Regions from separate parts of the Triticum aestivum genome. Here region 2 is linked to region 1. Evidence: chromatin contacts called from public Hi-C data. All regions are on one chromosome and are shown on one strand. The core of a region is the stretch at or near the end of the contact, and the rest is flanking DNA. Distances in the headings are between cores, read along the strand shown.

Region 1 (2,790 bases), core at 188-2,687:
AAAAATCAGCAAAAGAAATGCGATCTATTTAAATTTTGCAAATTCAAGGGTATAAACATGAACAAATTATATTGAAAAATGGTGAGGAATCGGCCTAAAAAGAACATGAAAGTCGTGAACAGACAATCTAGGAACAAGATGGAACTTCTAAATACGTCGTCTTATATGCCAGTTTGATAGCATCATCGATACATCGTCAACCCACTGAATTTTCTTAAAGCTTGCGTTTTAAAACAAGTTGTAATGTGTGTTTGTCAAAAAAAAAAAAAGTTGTATTGTATGTTCTGGAAATCATCTTACCTGTATTGTGGAACCGGAAATCCCTGGTACTGGTAGTACCCAAGCGGAAGGGGTCGGTGCTGACCATAACCACCTACATAAATGCCCCTTGGGACAGGAACACCAAAGTAGGAGCCAGCTGATCGTGGCCGCCCTATATAGAATGCATGTTTTCAGAACACGTGCATATACCACATAAACAACCTTTTGGTAAGCAAACCCTAGCCTTTTCCTACCCATAGTTGAATTGTTGATTTGCTTTGCAACATGATGGGGGTTATTTCTTTGTTGAAAAATGATGGGGGTTATTTGAATTTACTCATGTTATAACTTTTGCTAGGGAAGACTCATGGTAGACCTAATTGATTTAGGCTGCACGAGACAGCATCAGTAAGCAACAACTATGCTACATTAACTTGCAAACAATAGCACTTCGATAAAGTGGTCTCAAAATGAGCGTACAAGCTAGTCCAAATAGGTAGTATTAGAAGAGAATAATACCGAGGGGTGTGGAAGGCTGGGCGCGACCTAGCGACGCCAGGTTACAGTTGGCCCGCCTGCCATCGATGACCGGCGACGGTTCCTCGCAGGCCTTGGTGGCCGCCTCGGCATCGCGGAACGTCACCTGCGGAGACGACCATGAAACTCGTAAACAATCCAGCACTGCTACAGCGCTTCCAGGAAGACTAACAGGTGGAACCAGAATTCGACAGCAGCGAAACAGTGGAGGAGGAGGAGGAGGGGCGGGCACTGACGAAGCCGTATCCTTTGGAGCGGCCGGAGTGGCGGTCGGTGATGACGACGGCCTCGAGGATGTCCCCGAAGCGCTCGTAGAAGCGGCGGAGCCTCTCGCTGGTGGTCTCCCAGGCGAGGCCCCCGACGAAGAGCTTGGTGTGGGTGGTGTCCCCGAAGGGCGAGGCGGGCAGGTGCAGCCCCGAGCTGGAGCTGGACGCCGACGCCGACCCGGACGCCGACCCCGCGTGGTGCTGGTGCAGGGCCATCCGGGAGGCGCGAGCGGATCGGCGGGATTCCTTGGCGTGGGTCGGAGGGGATCTTCGGTCGCCGCGATTCCGGTGCTGCCTCCTGGCGGCGGCGAGAGGGGATTGGGGAGAATCGGGGGCGGAGTGGGAGAAAAAAAAGTGGGGACGACGAGGGGAAAGTGGGTTGTGATTGGGGCGGGGGCGGGGTTTTGGCGTCCGGTTGGCGCCTCCTCCCCTGCTACTGCTCCGGGGACCCACAGCTCACAAAGATGAGCCAACGACTCAGACTTTTTCGAATGGAAAACGCGGCTCGGCTGATCGCGAAATTCAGATGCGGTACAGTAGCATCAATTTTTTTATGAGTATATTATTCATCCTCGAACTCTTCTTTTTTGGAAAAACTTCCGATATATTCATCTTCAATTATGATAGTATAGCGAATACTAGACATAATAAAAATTACATCAAGATCCGTAGAGCACTTAGCGACGACTATAAGCACTGAAGCGAGCTGAAGGCACGCCGCTGTCATCGCCCCTCCCTCGCCGGAGCCGGACAAACGTTGTTGTAGTAGACAGTTGGGAAGTCGTCGTGCTAAGGCCCCATAGAACCAGCGCACCAGAACAGCACCCGCCACAAATGAAGGATGTAGATCAAAAGAATCCAACCTGAAGACACACGAACGAAGGCAAACGACGAACAGATCCGAGCAAATCCACCAAAGATAGATCCGCTGGAGACTGTTAAACAGATTAGGGTTTGGAACAATGCTCGATACCCTTGGTGGGTACGGCTGTCATATATTTATAAGAGGGAACCGTACAAATACAGTTATGTTACAACACGTATATCTAATATATACTTAGTCTAACACCCTCCCTCAATCTTAACTATGTCCTGAAACACTCAGAAGGTTAAGATTGCGACGACATCCTTCAAAAGAAGGCAAGGGCAAGGGTTTAGTGAAAATATCAGCAAGCTGATCCTTCGAAGAAACAAACTTAATCTGAAGGAGCTTCTGAGCAACACGTTCCCTCACAAAATGATAGTCAACTTCGATGTGCTTCGTTCGGGCATGAAATACTGGATTGGATGAAAGGTATGTTGCACCGATGTTATCACACCAAAGAACAGGCGGCTGAGTTGGGGAGACCTTCAACTCTCAAAGCAATGACTGCACCCACATGATCTCAGCTGTGGCATTAGCAACAGCTTTGTACTCAGCTTCGGTACTACTCCGAGACACCGTAGCTTGCTTGCGAGCTTGCCAGGCGATCAAGTTAGGCCCAAAGAACACAGCATGTCCCCCCGTGGATCGCCGATCATCAGGACAACCAGCCCAGTCGACATCAGAAAATGCTGAGATCAGTCCAGAACGCGCAGGCTGAAGATGGAGACCATATGAACCAGTGTGACGAACATAACGCAAGATGCGCTTAACAGCTGACCAGTGAGAATCACGTGGTGTATGAAGATACTGGCACACACGGTTAACTGCAAATGATATGTCTGGTCGAGTAATGAGCAAGTA
Region 2 (2,790 bases), core at 110-2,609, 160 kb before region 1:
TCCTCTCCTGTATATTGCAAACAATGTTTGAGAGTAGAGTTAAATATAAAGAGGCCTGAAATATAAAAATAACCGGTTCTAAAGTTTACCATTTGCTGCATGAGGTAAACCATTGATCCTGGTGTTTGAGTTGGATCCATAGATGGATGAATTGTGTGTGGCATGATGTTCTGCAAATATAACAAATCGCAGTTGCATAATTGATAAACTTCTGTCACAATGTGAAGCAGGACATATTTAACTTACTGAAATTATGGATGGATCATCAAACTCCTCTTCTGAATCATCATCTGTAGCTACTGGTGCCTCTCTATTTGTTTCTGCCCACTTCTGATGACCTTTCTTGTTGTGATTTGCTGCTCCACAAACAGAACAGTGCATGCTTACACCATGTTTAGTCAGTTTCTTGCCCCCTTCCTTGTCAAGCTTCTCTTCTGGATCTTTCTTTCTATTTCTCCTTGGTCTACCCATCACCTTGGTGTACACAGGTGGGTACACATCCACTCCTTCCATCCTTGTCCAATGCTCTTGGTCCCTCATCGGCTTGATATTGAAACTATAAGCTTTTTTGTAAGTAGCTACAGAGTAGCATTCATGCACCAGGCTCTCAGGATCTATCCTCTCCTCTCTAGCACAAGCTATGGCATGATGACATGGAATCCCAGACAGCTCCCATCTTTTGCAGTCACAACTCTCACAGTTCAAATCAACAATATATGAATGGTTCATTGACAACACCTTGAAAACCTTCTGACCAGCCCCTTGAACCATGCAAAAAGCAGCCCATGCAGTGATGATATTATGAAACTGGTCCAGATCCATTATTAATGTGATCCTGAAAGCAATAATCCATTGACTATTCCCGCTTACTATCTACCCCTAATACGACATCATATCCAACTCAAGTGAAATGTTGAGTTGAATTGCGTTGACCTGTAAAGTATTTCATCCGCCCCATATTAATTGACGCTCAAACGGATGTATCTAGCACTGAAATATGTCTAGATACATATGTTTCAACATCAAAGGACAGAGGAAGTATCAAAATTCAAGCAATTGGTTCAAATTACCATCCTCGCGCCAACATAAATTGTCATGAAAAACGTTCGATTTACCAAGCCTAAAATTACAACGTCAGATTTCTAGCATTTCTGAAATTCAAACCATTGCCTTTCCAGTTTTCATAAGAGACGCGCACTACCAAGAATTTCCCCTCCTGTTTCTAAATCATCTGGATTGAGCTGAATTGGTAGCATGCGTGCTTTAGATAATTCAAATATAACTTGAGCAAAGTTGTTGCGGACTGTACTATTTAGAACTGAATCCAGTTACGAGCATTTGGACGCTGACAGAGTGCGTTATACCTGTAAAAGGTCCCCGACATTGATCACAAGCGCGCCCGGCTCAGGCTTCACGTCCACCCAGAAGCTCTCCCCGTCCCCATTGGTGTGCTTCACCTGCAAACCACCAATGCCATCCTGCTCAAGGACGGTGAGCACGCCGGGGTCCGTGTGCGGGACTAAGCCCATGGTGCGCTCAGGCTCGGGGCACACCGGGTAGTAATGGCAGACCATGAGCTTCCCCTCCAGGCACGAGGTCTCCTCCAGCGCCGCACCCCCGAGCCCGAGCCCCTCGGAGAGCAGAGCCATCACGGCGCGGGCCACCGCGGCGGCGTGCGCTTCCCACTCGATGACTTCAGAGCGGCACACCGACGGTATGCGTTCGGCGTTGGGCGGCGTAGGCCCGAACATCACCTGGACGGTGTCGCGCCAGCTCGCCGCGGGGGACCGGAACAGGTCGACGTTCGAGGAGTAGCTGACCCCGCCGGCCAAGGCCCGGCCGTAGTGCGCGGCGCGCTCGGGGGCGGGGAGCTCGTTGAAGGGGCGCACCGCGGCGAGGGCCCTCGCGGGGTGGCCTGAGGGGACGAGGGCCTCGTGGTTAACGAGGTGGAAGAAGCCCCAGTCGCGGGCGGCCGCCGCGGTGGCGGCGGCTACGAGGTGCGCGGGGAGGGAAAGGTCAACGACGGGGATGGAGACGCCCGGGGGAGCAAGCGGGGCGGAGGCATAGGGGTCGGGGTGGACGAAGAGGTCGGGGACGGTGGAGACGCCGGACTCGACGAGGCCGCGGACGCCGGTGCGGGCCTCGTCGAAGGCCTTGAGGAGGGCCGCGCGGTCGGACTTCGGGGAGGACGCGGCCATGGTCGTCGCGTTGCGTGCGTCCCGTTGAGTTTGACGAGCGGAGATGATGTACTAGGCGAGAAGCGGGCTCAAGCTCCTTTGACGTGCCTTGAAGCTGACGTGCCCCTAGAGTTTGACCAGCGACACGAATTGGGCCAGACCAAATTATGGCAGCCAGCTGGGCCAGAGATCAAACAGAGACTATCCATTTACGGCCTTCTTTGTCTGAAAAAACAAATTACGGCCTTCTTTTCTCACAAAAACAAGTTTAAAAAATTCTGCGGCCTTCTGATGCAACTGCAAACAAAGCAATGCAAAGAACCCCTAAATAACTTCATCAACTAACGAAGAGAATCAGAAATGGTAAAAGTATCCAAATCCAAGGAGACAATGGGTAATTGCAAACTAAACAATGCAAAGAACCCATAAAAAAAACTTCGTCAACTCATGAAGAGGATCGAAAATGGTAAAATTATCCAAAACCAAGTAGACCAATGGATAATTGCAAACTAAAAAAATGCAAAGAACCCCTAAATAACTTCATCAATTGATGAAGAGGATCAAAATTCGGAAATGGTATTCAAATCCAGAGAGACAGATGGATCCCGAGGAA

Evidence for each region. A called contact is a pair of places that touch in the nucleus more often than the background predicts.
Region 2: a contact with region 1 is called in a Hi-C map of leaf, with 4 times the contacts expected there. The contact joins the promoter of LOC123145275 here to the promoter of LOC123145274 in region 1. A contact is called at or near these places in 2 of 5 Hi-C or Micro-C datasets (both in leaf).

What each region holds. Positions count from the first base shown.
Region 1 is chr6D:386,723,574-386,726,363 of IWGSC CS RefSeq v2.1, reverse strand. It overlaps LOC123145274 (RNA-binding protein 24-B), which reads right to left and starts at 1,437. Exons shown (of 8, transcript XM_044564647.1): 1 at 1,035-1,437; 2 at 781-904; 3 at 301-433. The coding sequence starts at 1,280.
Region 2 is chr6D:386,888,004-386,890,793 of IWGSC CS RefSeq v2.1, reverse strand. LOC123145275 reads right to left here and starts at 1,359. Exons shown (of 4, transcript XM_044564648.1): 1 at 247-1,359; 2 at 90-170; 3 at 1-7. The coding sequence starts at 822. It overlaps LOC123145276 (1-aminocyclopropane-1-carboxylate oxidase homolog 4-like), which reads right to left and starts at 2,207. Exons shown (of 2, transcript XM_044564649.1): 1 at 1,365-2,207. The coding sequence starts at 2,198.